Regions from separate parts of the Arachis hypogaea genome. Here region 1 is linked to region 2. The links are chromatin contacts, called in public Hi-C maps. All regions are on one chromosome and are shown on one strand. Each heading gives the region's core, a stretch centred on a gene start, on an enhancer-like site or on the middle of the called end of the contact. The rest is flanking DNA. Distances are from core to core; before and after follow the strand shown.

Region 1 (6,028 bases), core at 2,401-4,900, 61 kb after region 2:
TTTTTGGTATACATCCACAAGAGTCAAAAAGAATTTACCTGCAGAAATTGATCGACCCCTATGTCCCCGACCTCCTCCACAAGAGAAACATCGGTGGACGATTGAACAACCTCATCAGCAACAACATTAAATGGAAACTTCGGACACCAAACAGAAGAGGCCTCTCCTTGATTATTAAAAGCATGCAACTTCTCCTGCTTCAAGGTAAAACTCGACAAATCCTCTAGTAGCAACATTTCTTCTTTACTCTGTTCACCATCCAAATCAGTTTTTCTCTTTTTAAAAACAATTCCTTTTTTCCTTGGAGGTTGGTTAACCTCGGCCCCACCATCCACCTTTTCGAGATTCGAAGAGGAACCCTCAAAATTCTTCGCCTTGAACCGAGATCTTAGGCTTGAGGCCGATACTCCAGGATACTTCCCAGCTAAAAAACAAAACCAAAAAAATGCATAAAATAAGATATATAAATGATCACCAGAACAAACGTGTATAACATTAAAAAGCCTAGATTCACAAAATACCTCACCTAGATAGTCCAACACAGCTGATTTATTATCCTCCCAAGGGAGTAAGTCAGACACAGAAACTAAACCACCCTTATCCACCATTTCAATCAGAAACGATATTATACACTCATTCCGAGCAGAGATAAGCTCAGGGCTTAGTATATGATTAGGTTGACAACACCAGTACATGGGGAATTTCTCCCCTAAGTTCTCATCAAGATAAAAAGGGAACTCCTCATCTACCGACTTCACTTTTTTTAAAATCTTTAAAGGATGACTTATAGAGTTTAAAAACAGAAAAACCTGGAGTGCTATTCAGATTTATCCACAACCCTTTCCAGACCCCCTTGGCTTGAAAAAGCGAAAAGAATAATTCTAAGTCTGTCTCCACTTCAAGAAATTCTATCAGAATTTCAAAGCATTTGATAAAGGCCCAGCCATTAGGATGGATTTGAGAAGGGGCACAGTTCATCTGTGTCATCACATCACACTCAAAACTGGAAAATGGAAGCTTAACACGCAACTCTTTCAAAACGCAACTGTACATATAAAAACTCTCAAAATCTTTCCTTCTATGGAAGACCCGATCGGACCGGTTGCATGGCAACAACTCCAGATGAAACCCTAGTTTCACTATCCTAAACAAACTCACTCTGCTCACACTATCCATATCTGAAAATAGGGAAGCCCGTATCTGAACGTCACTGTCCACCCAGTCGTAAGACTCACTATTTTCAACCTTAGGTAACACTTTCTTCTTTCTATCACTCATTTTCGCAACCAAAATGAACAAAGCTACCTCTGATAGTAAGAAAAGAAGAAGAATTTCACTAACCTCTAGTACTCGTTCTCCTTAAAGGCTTCTGTAGATATCTCCCACTGCAACGAAATAAAAATGCCAAGTTTCCTTGCCATCCATTTAATCTAATCTTTCAGTTCCGCAGTTGAATATCCACCGTTCATAATCAGCCACTTTCAACGGTTGATACAATACATTGGAAATAGCGCACTGTTATTAAAACAATAAATAAACCGCGCCATGGAAAACCACAAACATTAAATCCCACTAAACCTTCCATCTCCTATGCCTTTTCGTATGTAACAAGAAGGACTTAAATGAGCCACGTTAAACTGGGGGCTCCATATGCCGAACTATAACTCGTTAATGGCCATTTAAAAGCTTAACCTGTCTCTTTTAAGTCAGGCCAAGCTTGGGGGCTGTGATATGACCAGTAAACATCGGTTACGAGTTATAGCTCAGAAACGCATGGTCCTCAATCATAACCGACCTTTCTTAAAAAGCAGCATTAACTTCTAAACTGATAACGTCAGATATGTGATTAAACCTCTCCTCAGGCATTACAATAATCAACCTCGCCCGCATAGATATAAAGGGACGAGGAGATAATCAAAGGTAAGATCATCTTTCCATGAAAAATAGCTTTCACAGACATACATCCTTTTGCTAACTTAAACATCGGAGTACCTTTGCAGGTACTCACCCCCCCTGTTCGGGTCAACTGACGTATACCATATTTCGCTGGGAAGGATCGCCGACTTTCGTCAAGAACCGAGTTATATCTTTACCTACTCAGGCAAGAACAATTATGTTCCTATTATTTGAGCCACCTTGTGAGTTTTCGTTGAGTCGAGCTTGAACTTACGAAATAAGCTCAATTATTAATGAGTTGAGCCGTGAGCCAAGCTTAATTTTCGTGAGTCGAGCTTGAGTTTGGTCTAACTCGACTCAACTCAACTCACTTCCAGCCCTAACTTAAAGGTTGCGGGTTCGAGTCTCCCTATTTTTGGTTTAAAAAAATTATTAATTATGAGATTTATCTATTATGTGTTCTAAGAGAACATGTTAAGTTTACAAATTAAAAAAATTTTCGTTAAAAATATAAAAAATTTAAATTTTTAATATATTTATTAAATAAAAATATTTAAAATTTTTTACTAATAATAAATTTATCATGTATCCTTATGGTACATAGTAGTTAAACTCTTAATTATATAGTAAAAACATACAATAATTTTATTATATATTATTTTACTTTATACCCATTTATGTTTAAATTAATTATTTTTTATCATGCATAATTATTATATAAATATAAATGCTACTAAATGTACAAATAAAAAATATCAAATATATGATATTTATTAATTTTTTTTCAATAAATACATATAATATATAAGAATATAATAGAAATAAACTACTTAGTTAGTTATTCAAATTAAAAATAGTTATTTTAATATAAAAATAAAATTAAAAAATTATTATAAAAAACTAAAAATTTATATAATTATTTAATAATAATCAGATTAACTGGTTCAACTAATAATCTAACAATTGAACTTTAAGGATCCAATGATTGAGTATTCTCATTGAGTGAATTATCGGTACGATTTTAATATCTATAATTTTAAATGTGGTTCTTATTTTTAAGTGTTTCAATATATTTTTTTTGAGTTAATAGTCAAATTAGTTTCTGAAAGATAAAATATTCTTTAAATTTGTCTCTGAATGATTTTTTCAATCAAATTGATCATTTAAAGATTACAAATTAATCATGTCTATCCTTCAGTTATTCCACTCATAATTTTCATCAACGATTGATAATGTGAAATGTTAAACTGATAGCATACATGACACATAACATGTTCAATTAGACGATGACTAAATATGTTTACAAAAATCTATCAAATTAGTCACTTGGTCATATTAGGAATAAGATTTTTGTAATTGAGAAAAATAACTAAATCAATAAATTTTCATAAACATATTTAGTCAATATTCAATTAGACCTATCACATATTATATATGTTATCAATTGACGTTTTATAACATCAATTTTTAAAGAAAGTTGTTAATGGAGTGACTGAAGGACAAATATGATTAATTCACAATCTTTAAATGACTAATTTGATTGAAAAAAAATTTTAAGACTGAATTTTAAAAAATATCTTATCTTTCAGGAATAATTTGATTATCAACTCATTTTTTCTAGTTAAGTTTTGAATGTTTGTTATCTTGATTCCTAAAAGTTTATCTTCTTTTAAATTGGACATTGCCTCTCTGCAAGAATTAATATATTTTGATTTGTCGCAATAAGAAGAGAAAAAGCAAATAACCGTTGGATAATGGATGCGGATGGCAGAGATGTTGAAAATGGTATTGAGATTTCCTCAGTGGAACAAGATGCTGAGGAGGCAATATTGGAAGAGATGGCTTGTGCTACCCGACTGTTAGGGGTTGGGCTGCCAATAGTGCAAGCAAATATTCTCAGTCCAAGTGGCATATCCAAGATCCAAAAGGTCCCTGCTTTGTTGCGTCAAAATCCCAACTTTGCTAGCTTCTGTTCACCCGAAATGATGTCATTTGGTCCCATGCATCACCATCGGCAGAATGGTGATCTCCAACTGGGACAACAATTCAAATACCTTTGGGCGTTCCGTTATATTACGCAATTCGCATGCAGTCGAGGTAGACAAGTTGAAGATTCAAAAAGGTTTCTCTATGAAACTGTAACACAACACATACAGCTGTTAAGAGATATGTTCAGTGAGGACGTGACTAAAGGGTACAACGATAAGGAACTAGCACAGATGTTGTTTGTGGATGGATGTGCTTTGCTCTATTTCATGAAAAACGTTGATGATTCAGAACTGGTGATGCTAAAGTTTGACCAGTTGTGGTGTATATGGAAAGATATTATCTTGTTGGAAAACCAACTTCCAGCAAAATTGTTGTACTTACTGATCGGTGATTCTCCAGTTCGGTTGGAAACATTTTTGTTAAGTTTTCTATTCCGCGGCCTACCAAAGCATCCACAAGATTTAGCCACCTTTTTTTGAAGACGAGATGATGATAGTGAAGTACCAACTCATATACTGGACTGTATTCGCTCATATTACTCTTATAAAGGTAGTCAATCCCGAGAAGAGGTAAAGGTACGGTTCCTGTGGTGTCCTGGAATTTGTGTGCGTATTGTTATTTCATCAATAGAAAAGGTATTTCCAGGACCATTCCTTAAAATAAAAAATAAAATTGAATCTCTCTTCCCAAAGATTTATTGGAATAGCTATAAGAACATAGGGGATCTTAAAAAAGCGGGTATTCAAGTGAAAGTAAGCCAAACTGATGAATGGAAATGGCTTGACATTTCTTTCACCTCCAACTTGTTTAGAGGACACTTGATGCTTCCACGGATTGTGATTAATGACCTCACACGTTATCTCTATCACAACTTGATTGCATACGAGATGTGTCCGGATTTTCGTCACGGTTTCGAATTTTACTCTTTCTTTTCTTTGATGGATTCCTTCATTGATGACGCTGAGGATGTAAAAGAGCTCAGAGAAGCTGGTGTCCTAGAAAACTCCCTTGGAAATGATGAAGAAGTGGCCAAATTCTTCAATGAACTAGGCCATGTATTGCTAAACAAGATCTCAACTACAATAATAAATATGCTGAAATCAAGTGGCAAATCCAAAAGCATTGCGTAAACAAATGGAAGACTTGGTGGGCTCAATTATACAACACTTACTTCAATACCCCATGGTCTTACATTACCTTTTTTGCTGTTGTGTTTGCATTGGTTCTTGCTTTTCTTCAAACATTCTATACCTTAAATCCTACTAAGTGAAATTCGTATTAGTCTGATTAAGTATGTATATTGGTCAGTACTAAGTATTAAGGTCAAAATAAAGTGACATCCTCTCCACAATAAGTAAGGTTTGCACCGAACTATTGTGGTAGAAAAAGAAGAAGAAAAATTTTGTTGTGATGTACATTTTTTTCCTTTTTTCTTGTCTTTTTTGTTTTGCATGGTATGTTGTAAACTTGTAGTGCTATGGTGCTATTGAAGTATTGATTCGATCAAGTTATTTAAATAATCAGATTAAATTTGTATAATAAGTTTTTCTTTTTAATTATTCACAACTCTTATTAAACTTTTCTCAAATTTAAAATTCAAAATGTGATGATTTGAATATATCAATTCAACGAGATCAAAATGGCACTGTTATTTTTTCCTTTTTTTTCCCTCTTCGTTGATGTTCTTCTCCTTTCTTCTTTGTTTTTTTTCTTTCTTTTAAATACCAATACTCTCTTTCTCTCTCTATCTCTCTCTCTCTCTCATGTGGTTTATAGCCACTTCTTTTCTTTTTTTTTTAAGTGACAATTAGATTTTCGAAGATTTTGATTTTGGACTAATTAGTTCTTGAAGAAAAAAAGTATATAATTAGGTCTTTGAGGATAATAAATGGTGGACATGTATGTCCTTCCGTCAACGGATAATACGAAATGAAACAGAGTTCTTCATGCATGTATTTCATTATTTACAGTGGTGACGTCGGGACGTCGCTTGGGTCACCAATTTTGGCGAGGTTAACAACCCCACTATGGTGAAAATAGCTAAGAACCCACCTTGGTTGGCTAAGCCAAGGATGCACCTCTTACTCTCAAAGAGCCTAGAGGAAAATAAGCACACAGCTTAAATATATAACTCAATCAATTC
Region 2 (6,167 bases), core at 963-3,462:
TTTAATGGGAGGGTAACATTGAATCAGTTTTGGAACGTTGTGGATATAAATAGGACGAATGAAACGTTAGGGACAATTATAGGACTTACCCCAAACGTTGGGGACAAAAACAATACTTTACTCGGTTTTGTTTTAAGGAAAGGGTGCTGTCGCAGCAGTGAACAGCCCTGCTTCCAGAAGACACAACTTTCTCTATAAAATTCAAATTGTCCTTAAATTTGGACATAAAATACTAGACATCCTAATATTTTATTCCTCTTTAGTTTCACCTCCAAAGAGTTTCAGAGTATTGAGATATGTGGTTTTGAAGTTGCTGTTCCAGAATTCACACAGCATTGTTTCTGCAGAAAATGACCATTTTCTAAAAATCATATCCCCCAAACCACACATCAGAAAATTCTGAAATTTTAGGGGAATAATCTAAACATCTTAAGGTTTCATAGAAAAATAATTTCACTCATTTTGAGTGGCTAGATTGCTCCCAGTTTTGTTCACAAATTGCTGTCCGAAACTGCATATTCTGCAACATGTAACCTCGGGTTTTGAGAGGCCAAAAATTGATTCCTAGCTTTTCACTCACTCTAACGTTGCATTCTAACTTTCTTTTACCTATTGTAACTTGTTGGAAAGATTAAATCAGCCCCAAGTGCTCAGGATTAATAGCAGAGCGTTGATGGTGTATCATTGCATTGTGCATCAGCTATTTACCAAGTGGCGAATCCTTGAGAGCTACGATGAGACATGGTAGCTTAGGCTGTGTTTGGTTTATGTCTTAAAATTATGAAGACATAGACACAAATACATAAGAGTACATAGACACAAGAAGACATTAATTTTGTATTCTGTTTGATAATTAAGACATGGACAGAACACACCATTCACAATTTTATTAAAAAGTCAATTTTACCCCATTCATTCCAGTATCACCATCACCACTTCTGGCTTTTCATACCCCTTCAAAATCATCACAATTTACCATGGCATCATCATCTTCAAGACCAATACAGATTTTTTCTAATTTTTGGTAATTCTTCATCCAAAATAAAATCAACCTCGTAAACATAAAGAATTTACCCAAAATTGCTAAAAATTAGCATAACAAACACAAATCTCTATCAATCCAAATACAGAATAAGTTATCACCTCATCCATGGCAAAGAACACCACAAATAAAATTTAATCCGAAATTTAATATTCATAAAATAAACAAAAATGCTTCAATAACATTCTAATTGAATAATACAAACATTCAAATATTTTATTAAAAAAGTTTTAAAACAAATACAAATTGAATATGAGAGTAGAATAAGGTAACAGAGTAAATGAAAAAAAAGAAAGAAGTGGAGAAGAATGAAAAGAAGATGAAAATGAGGAAAGATGAAAGGACAGGACCAAAAAAGAAAGAAGTGGAGAAGAATGAAAAGAAGATGAAGAGAAGAAGAACAAAATACGAATGGGGGAGAGCATCTTCATTGTTACACAGTCGTTGTTGATGCTGATCGAAGGGTGAGGCAGAGAGACTTTCTTATTTGCGGTGACGCCACCTGCAAGGAGAAAACAGAAGACAAACAGTGCCGCCAAAGAGAGGATGGAAGCGACGCCATTGAAACCCAAATCGGGCAATAACAATGGAGGCTGAGAGAGGAAACGAAGAATGGTTGAAGAAAAAAAAATTAGGTTGAAGGGATAAAATGGTAAAAATTTTCCGTGTCTCAACTTAAAAATAAGTGTCTCAGCTAATTGAAAAGACACAAAATACATGTTTTTTGTGGGTATCTCTGTGTCACCGTGTCTTTTTTAATTTGTGTCTCACGTGCCAAACAAAGAACACGTCCCACCGTGTCTCTGTCTTTGGCATACACAGACATCAACCAAACGGTGCCTTAACTATATCAATTTTTCACATCTATTTTGAAGTTAATTTCCATGTTGTCTATAAGTCTCACTTTCCCAAACCATGCTACAACACACAAGACAACAGGGCTGCCATTGATAAATTCCACTTTCTCCAAATTCTCTTTATCAACAATCTGCAGAAAAGATGCATATATCTAGTTAGCATGCATCTAAGTCAATGTCTTTTCACTATTCTCTATATTTCTTGGGACAAAAGTGTCTTTTCAATGTTCTTAATTGATTGTTTGGAAGCCACAGTGTACACTACCCCCAAAGAAACTTTGGCATTACGATAGTGGTTGGGCAATGTATGGACAGAGACAGAGATAGTGAAGACCCCCAGAAAAAAACAATTTTTGTATCCTATTTAGTATTTGGTAGTAGTGAGGGACAGCGAAAGAAAACAAAAGAGACTTTTGCAACAGTGTCCAATGTCTCTATTTTAGAAGATACAGAAAATAATAGACTATTTTAAAACAGCAAGGCAAAATCCCAAAAGTTGAAATGTGATTACACCAACGGCATGACTCTAGAAAATTGATGATGGATCTTGCTGCTAACTGAAATAGGTGCATAAAAAACAGCATTTTGAGTTGCATAGGTATTCTTTCAGTTTGCGTTACTCCCTCTATATATGTGTACCGCAAAGACAATTTTGTTCCACTACATGCATATGAGAAATATATAATCCAAGTATGAAATGTCTCAAAAAGTTATTTATATTCAAAATTTGTCCAACATTGTTATTTATAATAATATTTATAACCATAATCATGTTAAATCGTCCAATGAACTCCCAGGACCACCCATAGAAAGAATAAGGACAACAGCAATAAAAGCAAATCCAATTTCCCTGACCAATTATACAACTTGGATATCTTTAGCAATAATCATATTGCACATCACTTGTAAATATCTAATAATATATTAACCGAGACTGAATGTTTTTGAAGTTGAATATGTAATTAAACTATAGAGAGATCTCATTAAATAATCCAAATTAATTGAACACAAGAACTCACCTCAGCATAATCAATCTGTCGACCAGCCTTAGTAAGTAATACATTGGACCACTAAGTTTCTCAACTTCTCACAATGCACCTGACCATCTGCTGCTGCTGATTTAGCTTTTAACAAAGATTTATTTATGGATAGTGCCTGCAACAGATGGAACGGGAAAAAAAGTTTTGTTAGTTTTAGTTATAAAGACTTTATAGGCTCAGCGTTACAATTATCATTACTATCATAACAAGTGCTTCATATTAAATACCATGACTACTATGAACTAATTAAAATATACATATCTGAATAAAATAAAATCATAGATTTTGCCTGTCTTTCGTAGAAAGGCGCACATTACGCGAACTCATTGCCAAGCCATCATTCTCACGTGTGATTTCAGAACCAACAATTTTAATGTTAAAATCATGTCCCTTGACCATTTCCTCATCACGTCCTTGTTAGAGATCACCAGTGGCTCTTTGGATGCCATTCAGATGGCTGTTTGGAATTGCTAATTATCTCAGTTAAGCGGAACTGCTCTGCTAGCTGGAACTCCAGCTCCCTAGTGGGCGTCACCACCAACGCGAACACACCGAACGGGTGCTCCGACAGGCGGTAGAGGATCGGGAGGGCGAAAGCGGCGGTCTTACCGCTGCCAGTTTCATCGATGCCGAGCACGTGGCGGCCCTCCAGCACTCGCGGGATGCAGCGAGACTGAACACGCGGGGACGCTTCAAACAGGACAAGAGAGCAAACATTGGTGAACAAGGGGATCGAGAGCCCTCGAGAACGACGAACCATGAAGCTAGCTGAGCATATCCCCTTTCAAAGGTTTGAATCATTGCGTCTTCTGTCAACTTGTGGAATAATGTCATTGCGACATTTGTATTTTGCTCTAGAACTCTTGTCCATAAGAAATTTTTGCTTTCAATAAGTTCCCAACCAACTTTCCTCATATACGCGTGGTTTAGGTCCTTTGCATGTCGTAGTCCTAGACTTCCCAACTATTTTGCTTTAGTTAAGGTGTTCCAATTCAGCAAATGCATTTTTTTTGTGTAGTCTGTCTCGCCGGGTCAATAGCATTACAAGTAGATATAGGTAATATAGCAGATTGCATAGTATATGTAGGAATAGAAGATAGAGTTGGTTTTACTAGAGTAGTTTTCCATGCGAGAGAAATGGAAGACGCTGTTGAGCCTTGCATTTAGCTTGCTTTCGATATCTTTGTATATATTTTTGGTGACCCTAAAATGTATGATAATAATGTGAAAACATAATAATGAACGAGTTTCGTTAGAATAGCAGAGAGCCAATTAATTAAAAATAGATTTATTATCAAAAAAATATTTTTTTAAAAAGTTAAATATAAAGAGACTATGTCATTTAAATTATTGGTTGTTAGTAAAAAATTTTTTTATAATTTTAATTTTTAAAATTTTAAAATTTAAAATTTAAAATTAAAAAAATTAGTTTAAATTAACTTATATTATAATTGATTTTCTAAACTTTTTCATAATGAACAAAAACTGAAAATTGCCTCTCCAAAAGAAAGAAATAAAAAATAAATAAAAAATTGATCCACCTTTCACCAAAAATTAATTTAAGAAAGGACAAAAAATGGTATTATTCAATAATATTGTATTATGATATATTATACAAAAATGTGAATCTACAAATAAACAAACCTACAAAATGTAACCTGTGTTTGATAATAAAAAACTGCAAAATGCAATTGTACTTGACATTTAAAAAAAAGAAAAAGAAAAAAATAGCTCCAAAATACAACCTACATTCTACATGTGGGTCGTTATATGGCCGAAACGTAGTCCGTTTGATAAAAAAAAAAAAAAACAAGTTATAATAGCAGATACGAAAAATAAAGTATAACCTGCATTTTGCATGTGCATACTCTACAAGTAAATGCATGTGTAACACGTGTTTCTGAGTTGAATGTTTGACTTGGTTTTTATATTGTGCTTGGTTTTTATATTGTGCCGGAGCTGCATTCTAAATATGTTAATGAGACATACATCACATCAATCTGTAAAATTTTTAATCCTATTGAAATTGATGCATCTATGATACCATTATAGAATAAAAAATAGGATAAATTATTAGTTATAATTGAGTAAAACTAAAATTAAAATAATTTCACTCATAAAAATATACATTAATTTAATATTTATTAAAATATTTAATTATTTTTTAAATTTTTATAATTTTATTAAATTTATAATTAAGTTATTATAATTTTTTAATTAAATTTTTATATTATTTTTAATTTTATAATTAAATTTTTGCTAATATAAAAATATTAGAATTATAATAGAATAATTTTTTAAAAAAGTAAAAATATCTATAATTAAAAATTTAATTATGTTTTTGAACACATATTTTAAAAAAAAATATTCTATTAATTTTTATATTTTTGACACAAAAATTATAAAAGAAATAATTAGTATTACATAAATTAATAAATCTTTCCTAAATAATATATTTTAATAAATAAAATATTTAATTTATTTATTTAAAAAAGTGTTCCAGAATTTGTATTATTATGATACACTATTATTTTAATTAAAAAATAAAATTCATTAAAAGTTATATTAATATAATAAAATTATTAAAATAATATAATAAATAATTTTTTATTAAAAACTTTCTGCATATAGACGTGATAGTTAGCTTTTTCTTAGACATATTTTAAAATTTGAGATTTCTTTGTTATAATTTCATATTTTTTTCGTTTAAAAATAATTGGTCTTAGATTAAAAATTTTACTGACTGACATGATGTATGTCTCACTGACTTGTTTAAAATATTTTTTAATTTAATTTTTTTATTATTTTTTATTTTAAAAAAAATTGTCTTCAATCTTTAGTGACTAACATGTAAGATCAGTATATCATGTTTGTTTTTAGGAAAAGTACCATAAAACTTTACTTTTGAAATTAAACAAGAGAGAGAAACTTCGTGAATAAGAGATTAAACAACCGTATTCATCAACTTTACCTATATTTATTTTTTGAGAAAATTTTACTCTCTTTACGAGATGCTAAAATGACACTCCTTTTTCTTTTATTTATAGAAAAAAAATTCTATGATACTTACACTCAAAATCATCATGTGATGCTGATAATACGTGGTACATTATAAGATTGTCATATGTGTGAAAATTGTGCTACTTCTAGTAAGCCGTTTATAGCGGCAATGTGATGAAAGGCCAGGAAATCCTGTTTTCGTTATTTTGATGGTAATTAATTAAGTAT

The links. Hi-C and Micro-C count contacts between places; a contact is called where the count stands out from the background.
Region 1: a Hi-C map of leaf shows a contact between it and region 2, with 2.4 times the contacts expected there. The contact joins the promoter of LOC140176557 here to the enhancer-like site in region 2. A contact is called at or near these places in 2 of 8 Hi-C or Micro-C datasets (both in leaf).

Annotation. Positions count from the first base shown.
Region 1 is chr2:12,186,802-12,192,829 of arahy.Tifrunner.gnm2.J5K5, forward strand. It overlaps LOC140176557, which reads left to right and starts at 3,651. Exons shown (of 2, transcript XM_072208081.1): 1 at 3,651-4,288; 2 at 4,592-5,015. The coding sequence starts at 3,651. The coding sequence ends at 5,015.
Region 2 is chr2:12,127,084-12,133,250 of arahy.Tifrunner.gnm2.J5K5, forward strand. No RefSeq gene overlaps it. Among protein-coding and RNA genes, the nearest start is that of LOC112737817, 29 kb to the right of the region's middle. Within about 2 kb of position 2,213, at least 2 of the 3 cell types and tissues checked have open chromatin away from gene starts, as enhancers often do.